Regions from separate parts of the Zea mays genome. Here region 1 is linked to region 2. A link is a contact called in public Hi-C data. All regions are on one chromosome and are shown on one strand. The core of a region is the stretch at or near the end of the contact, and the rest is flanking DNA. Distances in the headings are between cores, read along the strand shown.

Region 1 (6,717 bases), core at 4,088-6,587, 230 kb after region 2:
AAATTTTATAAAAATTCTTAGATGCTAGTGTTCGCGCGGAGCAAGAGACGTCCATGTCCATGGCAGATAATGGCATTCTCCGAAGCGATACAGATACACATGTAGACAGAGACACCGTGCCAAGAATTGAAGCGAGAGGAATCTAAACCCTACAAAAATCCGAAGCGCGCAAGCTGCGCGAGCGCCATGCGCTCATGCCAATGCCATCCGGCTAGCTGCTGCCGTTGGCACATCCCCGTCAACCGGCCGCGCGTGAACCTCCAAAGCCAATTAAAGCGCTCGATCGGCCTAGTCATCAGGGTCCGTCCCTTGCCATGCTAATGCGATCAGCCGGCCAGGTCATGGAGGAGCTGGAACCCAGTGGCGGCGCCGAGGCCCCGGTGGTAGTGCGAGGAGGCCACACCGGCGCTGTCGCCTTGCATGCTGGCGGCGAACTGACCGTGGCCGTGGGACGACGACGGGTGCACGGCGCCAGCCGCGACCATCCGATGCTCGCCGCCGCCTGCCATGAACAGGAACTCGTGCGCGGCCGACGGAGCCGCGGCGAACGCGATGTTGACGCCGCCGTGGGGGTCGCCGTCGGCGTGCTGCTGCAGCCCGAGCGTGAGCGACACGCCGCCGGAAGCACCAGCACCACCGAACCCAGCTGCTGGCCCGCCGGCCGCGGCGGGGTCGCCGCTGTACGCGTCGAAGTCGAGGTGGTCCATCATGCGGAAGTTGATGCTGCTGATCTGCTGCTGGTCCCTGCTGCTGCCGATGCTGACGGCTGATGCTAGCGACCCGGCGTCGTGGACCAGCTGCGCCCGCGTCGGCTTCTGCTCGTCCACGCCACCACAGGCGCCCCCGTGCCCCAGCGGCTGCCCTAGCTCCTCGGAGGCGTAGCCGGCGCCAGTGTTCACGCTGCTGTTCGCGTTACTGCAGGCGCCCTCCTTGGGGTCCTTCATCTCCTCCGAGTACATCTCCTCCACCATCGGCTTCCACAGCCTAACCCTCGCGTTGATGAACCAGTTGGAGACCTGCCAGTGCGCGCACGCACGCGGTGGGCGCGCAAGAGAGATAGAGAAAGCGGTTGACGATAAGACTCTTTCCCTTCTTCTAGCTCGATAGAGAAGGGCATGCAGACGCGCGCGCGCACGACTCCGACGTGGTACCCGATCGACGGGGCACCCACAGCGCGCGCCGGCCGATGCGTGTGCCATCGTACGACAGCATCGCAAATGCAGATATGATGCTTAGCTATGCAAATAAGCTAGGCAAAATGATTGTGGGTGAGCGGCATCTAGCTAGTTGCTATGTACGGACTTTGTTGGAGAGTTGATGGCAAAATTAGATAGAAGAAGGAAGCAAGCGTATGCGTACTTGGCTGCGTGACAGGCCGGTCTGGCGCGCCAGGATGTGCTTGTCCACGTCGCTTGGATACCTGGATGAGAGGATATACCAGCTAGGTGTGTTAGTTACTATTTGTTTTCCATATCGTATAGGATAGGATGATGTATATGCTTGCTAGCGTGTGCAGTTTGGAAAGAAGAATGCAATGTAATAATGCAACATGTTTATATATTTGCTATATAGTATCTAGAGATCGATATTGATGTAGACCACACACATTGGTACTACACGAGAATATTCGTACAAGACAAGTGTGGTATATATTTGATGCAGACATTGTAACGGTATAATGGAGGAAGAACAATACTCATTGGCAACTGGAGTGCTAGCTATGCTTAACAAGTCAGTTTCTTGATCAATGACGACGAGGGATAACCTAAGCACATTATTACATTAATTATTGTATTGAGAAAGAAATAGAGTATCGTCCCGATATGATTTATCCATGGATATTACGGCTGCTCCTAATTAATTAAAGCACCATATATAACCATGTAATGGTATCTTATTTTGTTTCAGTTGGGGATGCTAATATAGTGAGAAAATAGTATTGCAACAACCAGGCAAGTAGCATATATCTATGGGGATAACTAACTAGGAGTACATAAGCGCAAAGTATAACAACCCATAACTGTCCTTGACATATGATATTACCTTTGCTGAAGAATAGTAATAGATCACTAATAAGGTACTCCATCCATTCTCACATACTCCTTCCATCCCATAATTATTGTAGGCATATTTTATATAGGCAAAATTTTAATTTCACAAACTTTAATCGCATATTATACACAAGAGTAGAACATACTACTTGCATTGATAGATTTGTATCCAAACCGAAGTGTCTATGAGAAATATTGAGACGCAACTTACTGTAGAAGAAAATAGGGGTCAAATTTTATTTTATTTAACTTTTGACCTATCAAAATATACTTAACATTTTTGAATGAAGGAATGAAGTGTATATATATACTTCATGGATAGATAGTAAACGAACTTTAGAAACTTTTGGCATAAAAATACGGAGAAGTACTATTTGGCGGATGAAATTGAAAAGGTGTGGTTAATAAATTTATCACAGTAAATATATGTATTGAAAAAAAATCAAAATATACTTAACGGGAGTAGTAAATTCATTTGTATTAAGTTATGAAAAAAAATCATATAATTATATGTCCAACTTTAATGGAAATAAAATGTATATGGCTCAGAATTAATGATGTCATATATAACAGAGCACGGGGTAAAATGTTACTTCCTTCATTTCAAATTATAAAATTATTTTTTTAGATATATTATATTATATTTATTATTTATTCAGGATATAATATGTATTTAAATGCATACTAAAAGTTGTGCATTTATAAAAGCTTGATCGCTTTAGTTTTATAATTTGGGACGAAGAAGAACGCGAAGCACTATTTTTAGGAGTAGCTAGCACGATTCACATGGATGATTGCTACTAGCCTCTTTAGTTTGTTAGGGCGGTACGACTTGTCTTGGATGGGTGTTTAGGCACGGCCGGGCGAAGATTATCTTAACTTGGGCGCCAATCCTATACACAAAAGCGTGCAAATTTACTGAGCGGGATGGAAGGAGCAAGAGTTCGGAACGATGATATTACGGGTGCAAGAAGTGCTCGAACATCCACGCCCGGAGGATGGAGACGGCGCGCTCCGGCAGGCCGCGCTGCGGTCTCCACGGCTGGCTCTCGAGGACGACGCCGGTCTGGTACGCCCGGTGCTGCCGCAGGCACTGGTCGATGACCCGCAGCCTGGGCGTGGTCTCCCCCTTGTTGGCCATCATCCCGGCCGCCGCCGGGACGACGCCGCCGTCGTCCGCGTCCTTCTCGCCGAGCGCCCGGCGCACCGCCTGCATCTGCGCCGCCACTCCGTCCCTCACGCTCCGGAAGTGCCTGGATATCGTCCGCTGCGCCAGCCTCGTGTACGCCGCCGCCGCCCGCTCCCCGGCCACCGCCTCGAAGGACCCCGCCACGGCCCTCATCTGCTCCCGGTACCTCCGGTACCTTCTCTCCACCTGCATCGTCGTACGTCACCGTTAAAGTTAGGGAGAGCACCACCAACCATATTGGACGCCATGCCATGCCATGCCATGCAAAGGAACCAAGCTCTCGATCGATCACAAACGGCAACAGCTAGCTTCCCGGATTGATGACACTGTAGCTGTCTGCTGGTATACTCGTGTAAGTACTCGACTTTGACTAGTGCAGTGACTCTGGCTAGCTGCACCTACCAAATGAATCGCACTGTACAGCCGTGCAGCATATACGTACTGGAACAGCAAGCAGGGTAAATGTGAGAGGGATTAAGACGAGGGAGCAGGAGACGGGCACCGACTGAAGAAGTGAAGATAGGAGGAGAGAGAGAGAGTAGACCAGTTATGGAGCAGCCGAGCAGTGCTGCTAGCTATGCAGAGATCTGGAGCTGCAGATGCAGGGTGATGGGGTCATGACACGGCCCTGCTGATCTGCGGGAGCCTACAGCGGTGCAGCCTACAGGTTACCCTGTACAGATGCGTTGGAGGCTAAGGAATGGAGGTTTCCAAAAGCAGATGGCAAGGCCAGTAGGTGTCTTCAGACAAGCCATAACTGAACTCCCAGTTGCATGCAGCTTTTCAGATTTCCAAGGACAAGTAGCAAGGGCTCCTGATCCTGCTGCTGGACATGTGGCCTGTGCGCGCCTGCTGTTGCTGCCTGAGAGAGGGTTTGAGGCATGATGACTGATGACTGATGAGCGATCGGAGAAAGAGGAGGACCTCTTGGAGCATGGCGTAGAGCTTGGCTTTGAGCCTCTGCAGCTCGGCCGCATCCATGGCCTGGATTATCTGCTGCGACGGGGCCGCCGCCGAGGACGAGGAGCCGACGCCGTCCTCCACGCTCGCTGGCTTCGCGGGCGTGCTGGTGACGGTGTCCACGGGCAGGGTGCAGAACTCCTGCAGCAGCTGCTGCGTCGGGCGCAGGAACCTGGAGCCGCGCAGGTGCCACGCGCCCTGCTGCTGCGGCTGTGGCCACGCCCCCGGCGGCTGGTGCTGCTGCGCCTGCGGTACGCCGCCGAGATGGTGGTGGTGGTGGTGCAGCGCCAGCGGCGCGGCGTCGGCGGTCCCGTCGTCGTGGAGCGACAGCGACAGCGGCGCCTGGAGAGCCTGCCGGAGGTGGTCGTCCCCGAAGTGCCCGCCGACGACGGGAGAAGCGACGTCGAGACCGAGCGCGGCCTTGCCGCCGTGCGCCGCCATCATCGCGGCCGGCGGCATGTGGCCCCTGGCCCCGTACATCTCCACCCCGGGCTGCTGGTGGTGCGGCTGCAGGCCGTAGAGGTGAAGACCCTCCTCCCCGCCGCCGCCGACGTCCACCTCCGGCACGAACGTCGCCACGGCGCCGGCCGCCGCCGCGAAGTAGTCCGCGTACGCGAAACCTGGCTCATCATGCGCCATGTGTCTATGTGTAGTTGTTGTGGCCGGGAGCCCGGGACGACCGGGGCGGGCGAGGCGGGAGAGCGGGATTACGACGTACGTGTAGCCGCAGGCAGCCCAGCGCGCCCGCCGGCTGGCCGGGTGCCGAACTGCCGATGGATGGATGGATGGCTTGACGTACGTTACACTACACTGGAGATGAAAAGCTCAGCGCAGAATCGAAAGGCGGAGTAAAATAGTACAAAGGCGCGCAAGGCAAAGCAGCAGAGCCGAGGGAGCTAGGGGGAAGGGAAAAGGAAGCGAAGGAGACGGACGCAGCAAACGCTAGCAGCGTCGGCAGCGACGACGCACGCACCTTTGCGCCAGGGCGAGGGAGGAGAGCTCAGGGCCATAGCTTTTCGGGCTGGGGAGGGATGATAGGCGGATAGACAGCGCCAGTGCCAACACTCGCTCATATACTCCGCGTGAGGTACTGCTAGCTCCTCTGAACCACTTGGAGAATTGGACAACTACTGGCTAGTGTGCGGATGCGGACTAGTATAGTACACAGTCGCAGCTAGAAAGACGAGACGAGAGGAGAGAGCGAGAGGCGGGCGATCCCCCCCGCCGACGAGCTAGTGAAGCAGCGACCGATGAGCGATCCTCTCCTCGCTCGCTCGCCCGTCGGTCGTCGCTCGATCGGTTAGATAGCTAGCTGGCTGGTGCCTGGTGGCGGTTGCAGCGTCACTGTTTCGATCGTTAGTTCGTTCCGACAGATTCTCTTCCCCCGCCTGCTGATTGCTCCTCCACCCCACCCCCACCTGTGCCGCGCCATGAGCGTACGTGTGCTTACTACTGTACCAGTAGTGTTTACAATACCTGGCGATGGCAGTTGGCACTTGGCAGGATGGCCAGTGTATATGACATGATGCCTCCAGATTGTGCAAACGAAACGATGGACCGATGCATAGCATTAGCATAGGCGTGCGTGTCCAACAGCGGCCGGCGGGGAAGCGAGCGCTAGCAGTACTAGTACGACTAGTTGCCTGCCTCCCAGACTCCCAGTCCCAGCTGGCGCCGAGCCGCCGACGGTGGGGCCAGGAGACCTACGTCCGTGGTCCACGCCTGCCAACTAACCGCCATTTAAAAAACAGCCTGATGGAGGCAACGGTGGGGGCCAGCTGCTCCCGGACGCTGTCCATGGGCGTGGGGCCGCCACGTAACTCTCATACACCTTCCATGATTTTGCTTCCTCCTTAATCCGGCTATAAGTGCGCAATCCTTCCGCGGATTGACTTCATAAGCAACGCGCCCCCGTCTATTCTACTATTCCAATCATGTCGATCGAGCACCTTTTATAGGATGAAGTAGAAACAAAATAAGCTACGGGCATATCTTTACACTATCAAATCAAATCAGACTCTTTTGTCGAGTGTCTAGCGTTTTGGCGAGAGCAATTTATCGGACACTCTCAGCGAACAAAGACACTCGACACAGACCTCCTATGCCGAGTGCAAAACACTCGGCATACACTGGTGCTCGGCAAAGGGGGCATTGCCGAATGCCAAGCTCTTGGTGAAATACAACGCTCGGCAAAGGTCCATCAACAACCGTCTACAGTTGATGATTGTTAACTGTCAGCAAACTAACTTCTTTGCCGATGAACTTGGGTAGGCTGAGCTTTGAAACATCATGTAAAGAGCTGCGGTTTTCAGGCCCCCGTCATGCCCAAACAGAGGACTACGCCTCTCATCGTGATGTTCGGACAAGGTCACGAGGAGGATCAGATGTTGCAGTTCCACAAGCTCATGGTGAGCCGCTGTGCTGAGGTGGTTGGTGAGCTGAAGCGACAGTCCATCATTTACCACCTATAGTAGTTTTTGTGTGGCTAGACAGAGAGGGGAAACAGTCTACTATCGG
Region 2 (6,721 bases), core at 675-3,174:
AGTATGTAGTCACAATGATTCCCCCATCAAAAGGGCAATTCATTCAGGAAAAAGATGATCGGTACAAACTATTGTACATATTTGATACACTGTGGAAACACTACACTTGTGACTCACTTGACTAACTGAAGCTAGAATTATAGAATAGCAGCAGCTTTAGAAGTGTCACCAGTATGAGAGGGCAAAAGCACTCAATGTTCCAGAGAACGAAAAAAAATCCTCGCTTCAAAACTTCTTATGAGACTGTTCCCTGATTTCTGTCAAGTTGTCTGGATTAAGTCTTGGTTTTTTTGTGCTACATCCCCCATCCTCCAGAGATTTCAACTTATTTTTTATAGCAGCTATCTTTGCAGCTGTATCAGTATATTGTGATTTGGCACCTGAACCACCTGCCAATTTCTTGTCTTTGACTGCTCTATGTGAACTTGAAGAGCCTAGAGAACTTCTCTCACTAGCAAGGTGAACTACCATTGGGCGTCCGCAGATTAACTTTCCATTCATCTTCTCCTTTGCTAACTGAGCTTCCTGAATGCTTACATCAGGTGCCAAAGGTGAGAACTGGGAATACCATAACCAACTGTCATTTGCCACAGGAGATGTATACTACAATTACCTCTTTAGTGGTGTACTGAACAAAGGCATAGCCCCGGGGTTCGCCTCTCTTTGGACCGCGTGTGTGCCACAGAAAATCCTCGGCTGTAATCTTTCCAAAAGGGGAAAACATCTTGATTACATCGGACCTGAAAAATTAACACAACGATGTTAATTAATTTGGAGAACACTAGGACAAACCTTGAAAAGAACATGCAAATAGATATACAAGAAACAAGTAACTCACTCTGACATCCTGAAGTCTAGGTTCCCTACATAGAGCCTGCACTCCAGTTTATCTGCCTCAAGACCTTTAATGTCCTGCAACTTAATTTGGTTAGAAACAATATTTATCCACGCTGAACAATCAGCTACCTTCTAACTCAGAGCAAGTTACCATTTCTGCTTGCAGCCTACGATAGCCAATTCAGTGAAAATACATCCAGGGGTGGATGGCGTATACCGGATATTTTTTGCAAAAGAAAAAACGAAGTTAGCAAGCAGCATAACACATGTAATTAGATCAGACCAATGTTATCAAACTATCTAATCAATCCTAGTTACCATGGCACTGATTGGACCAACTAATCGCGACTAATCGTAGTAGGCACCAACCAGCCCGAATCATTATAACACTGGATCAGGCCCGAACACACATAGCTTACGTTAGGGTTTGGGTGCTCTGTTGAACCACCCAGCCCATATACCGATAATTCATAAAAGCTAAGGGTAAAATGAACCATTTAGTCAATCGCTCATTTTGCATTGCTAGCTCCTGTCCCGACTCCCAGACCGTTGGTTGTTCTTCTATGCCTACTGTTTCAGGTTCTTGCCTACAAGGTTGGCTTTACATTGGTTGTAAAACATGTGGAGATCGGAGTAGGATAGAAAGTTGACTTCAATGTCTTGTCCAATTATGCTGTACAAATCCCCAAAAAACGAGAAATTTACGATCGAAATAGAGATTGCAGTTCCCAAAGTGGGGGAATCGTATTGGCGATCGTATTACCTGTCCCCTGCTGCTGCCCACCTGCCCGGTGCCCCCTGCTGGCCGCTGGCGTGCTGTCGTGCTGCACCCTTTACTCCATCGCTGATGCCCGCCTGCCAGCCCCGGTGGCCGGTGCTCCACGACGGCAGCCTCCAGCGAAACCCCACCAGCAGCCCGACGCCCCCAAGTCCCCACTTGCCGATCCGGCCTCCAGGGGACCACCTCCCGCCCGCCGGCCGTAGATTTGGTCGCTGCGCCGATCGATTCAGCCGCCGGGCCGGTAGATTTAGCTGCTCCGGCCGCCGATCGCCACTAGGCCACCAGGTTTTGGACGGTCTGCAACTGCAAGACAGGCAGTCAGGCAGACGCCACGGCCCACGAGCGAGGATGACTGCGTGGTGCGCGCACGCCAGGGCGATGCTGGAATAGTGGAATGGGATAGATACGAAGAAATTCGATGGGCTGAAACGCACAAGTTTGGAAACTCCATTTTTTCAACATATTTACATTTTCTCGAGAGAAATTAGTTCATACTCTCTAAACAAAGAAATTTTTTAGAAAAATGAGATTTTTAAACTAGCCCTAAAGGGTGTTTAAATATACTAAAACTAATACTTAGCTGCTAAAATTAGCTGAGATATCTAAACGGTCTAGCTAATAGTTCAGATATTAGCTATTTTTAGCAAATTAGTTAATAGTTATCTAGCTATTTGTTAGCTAGCTAATTTCAATATCATTTTTTAGCTAACTAACTATTATCTTCAGTGCGTTCAAACAACCAGTACTTAGCCTGGGCCACACATAGGCCAGATCGAGTTTAGGTCAAGCTTTAAGGGGTACTAGAGGTTCTATTTAGGCCATGCCTACGCCTAAATATGCCCCTGCTTTTTAAGAAAAAACTTAGTTTATTTCAAAAATAATGAGGTGATAGGAGTGAAGGACTCCTAGTTCACAGAGAAGAGTCTTCCCTTAAGTTAAGGGACACTGAGAGGAATGAGTCGAATTTAAACATAATATATAGTATGAGGGAGAAAGAGAGGACATGGCTACATGAGCTTGCTTAACTAACAGGTGAGGCGTGTGATTAAGGTTCCTCCCAATCTTGAAGATGATGTATTGGTTTCCTTCGTTGCAAGTGATGAACTTCTAAGTAAGTACTTTGATCCTCTAATTTGATGGCGAAGAGAAATTTGTATTGCTGAAAAAGGACACCCAATTCTTGATTATCTAACAAGTAATTTGGGTTCTGAAGATTGATGATTCTGAATATCCTTTCTTGACTTTAGGAACTAGTAGATTCCCTTTGAACTCGTCTTTGTCCTATCTAGTAGATCAAATAGGTTCATAACTTGTACACTAATGAGAGGTAGAGGAGGAGGGTGAGGGAGTATATGTAGCATACCTTCGGGCCCAAGGTGGACGGCGGCAGTCGAGGTCACCGTAAGATCTAGAAGTTGAGCGTCTGCTTCCTAGTTTGGTTCTACTCATCCTTGCATAGTGGGCCTTGGGGCGAAGTATATGAACTTTGGTTTCTACGGGTGCATGGCTAGGGTTTGGTGATTCTGGTCAATAGGCACTATAGAGAGCTCATGTCTCGATTGTATGTGGAGACTAGGGTTTATGGGAGAACAGGAGGTGTTGGCTTATGTGTTGACCCCTACCTCATATTTATAGTGACTGTAAGATAGGGGGCACAACTAGTGGGATAGGATTGTGCCTTTAATCAGGGCACGAGTTCGTTCTTAAGCCAATCCTTTGACCAAGCCCGAGGTCATATCCAACATTCCCCTTTTGTTCTCGGCTTTCTTGTTCTTTAACTTTCTATATTCCACCCTTTGACAAGTTGACACATTAAGCCCAATGCATTACAAAGATCAATTATGTGTCAATGAACTCATTGACTATAACATTCCCCTCAACCTTAAGGTATGGTAACTTTCTCAATCTTGTGAGATGATTATCTAATACCATCTGGTTCAAAATCATAGGTTTTCCTTTAATCCCATGTCGACTATGAGCTCTCTAAACACGCTAGGTGGAAGATCTTTTGTGATCGAATTCGCTAACATCAGATGGGTTCTTATATGCTCAAATTTAATAGTTTGATCCTATATATTTTTCTTAACAATATAACACTTGATGTCAATGTACTTGGTAGACCCTCTTGACTTGTCGTAGGAGTAAAATATTGCTGGCTCATTGTCATAGTATATTCTCAGTGGTCCTTCTACGTTATCAACCACTCTTAATTTGGGTACAAATTTCTTTACTCACATTGCATTCCCAGTGGTCTCATATGTTGCCACAAACTCAACATGCATTATCGATATGAAACGACTATCTATTTACATCCCTTCCAATAAATAGCCCAACAAGTGTAAAGATATATCCAGAAGTGAATTTTAACGTATCAACACAACTTGCCCAGTCGACATTTGAATAACTGACTATCTCAAAGGAACTAGATATTCTATATGTAAGCATGAGGCCTTTTACTTCTTGCAAATATCTTAGAGTCTTCTTAATTGCTTTGTAGTGCTCTATATCTAGATTGACTTGATATCTCCCATGCATCATGGTTAGGGATGAAAACGGTCGGAAACGGTATTTTTTCGGTAACCAGTTTTTAGTCGTTTTTCGAATAAATAGGATATAGAATATACAATACAAATTTGTATTCTTGTTTTTAACATCCAGCTTGTTAAGATTCATAAAATATAAACCTCAAATTCATCCTACATTTTCTTAGATAATAGATATAAATTTCGGTATGGATTCGGAAATAAATCCGGTAATTTTTTCAACTTTTTGTGTTGTAGGGAGCAAATAATACATAAAACAATGTATGTAATATTTTATTCATATTTGTACTAATGTGCTTGATAACATAACAAAAGATCAACATCAAATTTTATACATATCTATTTTAAAATATTAAATTTGTCCTAACAGTTCGGATTACCACTTTCATCCCTAATCCTGGTTGTAAAAGGCTAAGTTAGAGCGAGTAAAAATTTGAGCAAACATAATACTTTTAATAGCTGAAACATACATTATGACTCCATCTAATCTATCTCATACTAATTCTTAAGGCACTGATAATTCTCAAACTTATAATCCTTGACTATTGTATATGTGAGGGCCTACAATTGTGCATACCATATCTCTTCAGTACATTTTCTATGTACTTGTACTTTTTTGGGAAAGTTCTAATATTCCTTTGTTTATCTCTATGGATTTCCGTTCTTAGCACATAGGAGGCTTCTCCCATGTCTTTCATATTAAATTTTGAAGAAATAAACATTGTTTCTAGCAGCAGGTTCTTATCGCCATTACCTAGTAGTGTGTCATATGCATACAGAACTAGGAATATATACTTTCCACTCTTAAACTTTGCATAAATACAATTATAATCCTTATTTTACTTAAAACCATATTTATTATAGTCTCATCAAACTTGAGATACCATTGTATAGAAGCTCGCTTTAATCCATAAATGGAATTTCTTAAATGACATCCCATGTTTTCTTTCCCTCCTATGACAAAACCCTTAGGTAGTGCCATGTAAACATTTTCTATCAACTCTCCCTTCAGAAATATCATCATTACACCCATTTGATTAAATCATAATGGGCAACTAACTTTATGATTATCCTCAATGAGTCTTTGGTTAAGACAGGTGAGAAAAATTCATGCTAATTTATTTTTCTCTCTCTATGTGAACCATTTGGCCACAAGTATAGCCTTGTATCTTTCTACATTTCCTATAGAGTCATGCTTGGTTTTGTAGACCCACTTGTAACCTATTTGTCACACCCGAATTTAGGGAGCCAAACCCGGGCGCGAGGCACATGTGTGCTAGGATCAAGTCTCATACATATGATGAATCATGGTACAAAAACGAATGTCATATCTTTAATATATAATGGAGTTCTGTACAAAATAGTTAAATAATTACATCATACGAAGACAACGATCCAGCAACCATAGTTGGCTGGGGGACGACAGCCTAGACCACTCACGAACTCATCATGGCATCCTTCACGCGCCTCATCATGTGGTACCTGTCCTTGACCTAGGGGGATGTGAGTACATCAAGGATGAGCTCACATACTATCACACCCAGATTCAGGGGTCCAAACCCGGGCACGATTCACATGTGTGCTGGGATCAAGTCTCACACATATGATGACTCATGGTACAAGAACGAATGTCACATCTTTATATATAATGGAGTTATATACAAAAATAGTTAAATAATTACATCATACGAAGACAACGATCCAGCAACCAAAGTTGACTGAGAGATGACGACCTAGACCACTCACAAACTCATCACAACATCCTTCGTGTGCCTCATCCTGTGGTACCTGCTCTTGTCCTAGGGGGATGTGAGTACAATAAGGGTGAACTCACATATGTTCATCTCTCAACAAGTTGTGGGGAATAATGTGCATGAACTCACCAAAGGTGAGAGCTGAAAGGGAATTAGGCTTACACCTATTTTCTAATTGATTTTGGTGGTTGAATTGCCCAACACAAATAATTGGACTAACTAGTTTGCTCTAGTCTATAAGTTCTACAGGTGCCAAACGTTCACAAAAGGCCAATAAAAAGACCAAGAAAAGGGTTCAACAAACAGAGCAAGGGATAACCGAAGTGTGCCTTGGTCTGGCGCACCGGACTGTCCGGTGCACCAGGGGACTCCAAGATGAACTCCTCCTCTTCGGAAATTCTAAGAGGCGCTTCGCTATAATTCACCGGACTGTCCGGTGCACCACCGGACAGTGTCCGGTGCCCCAGGGGAGAGCGACTCTGAACTCGCCAGCTTCGGGAATCTGCTCCGCTATAATTCACCGGACTGTCCGGTGTAGCACCGGACTGTCCGGTGAGCCAGCGGAGCAATGGCTACTTCGCGCGCAACGGTCGACCGCAACGCATTAAATGCGAGCCAGCGCGCGCAGAGGACAGAGCACGCGCGGGTGGCACACCGGACAGTCTACAGGACTTGTCCGGTGCACCACCGGACAGCCAGTCGGGCCCACAAGTCAGAGCTCCAATGGTCGGAACCCAACGGCCAGGTGACGTGGCTGGCGCACCGGACTGTGTCCGGTGGCGCACCGGACTGTCCGGTGCGCCATG

What was found. A called contact is a pair of places that touch in the nucleus more often than the background predicts.
Region 1: a contact with region 2 is called in a Hi-C map of leaf, with 5 times the contacts expected there. The contact joins the promoter of LOC100281545 here to the promoter of LOC100285538 in region 2. A contact is called at or near these places in 3 of 25 Hi-C or Micro-C datasets (ear and leaf).

The regions. Positions count from the first base shown.
Region 1 is chr1:83,759,488-83,766,204 of Zm-B73-REFERENCE-NAM-5.0, forward strand. LOC100281545 reads right to left here and starts at 5,338. Exons shown (of 5, transcript NM_001367262.1): 1 at 5,174-5,338; 2 at 4,165-5,010; 3 at 3,014-3,426; 4 at 1,360-1,420; 5 at 1-1,016. The coding sequence starts at 4,839. The coding sequence ends at 327.
Region 2 is chr1:83,535,586-83,542,306 of Zm-B73-REFERENCE-NAM-5.0, forward strand. It overlaps LOC100285538 (ATP binding protein), which reads right to left and starts at 1,925. Exons shown (of 5, transcript NM_001158429.1): 1 at 1,601-1,925; 2 at 989-1,004; 3 at 839-912; 4 at 614-740; 5 at 1-525. The coding sequence starts at 991. The coding sequence ends at 226.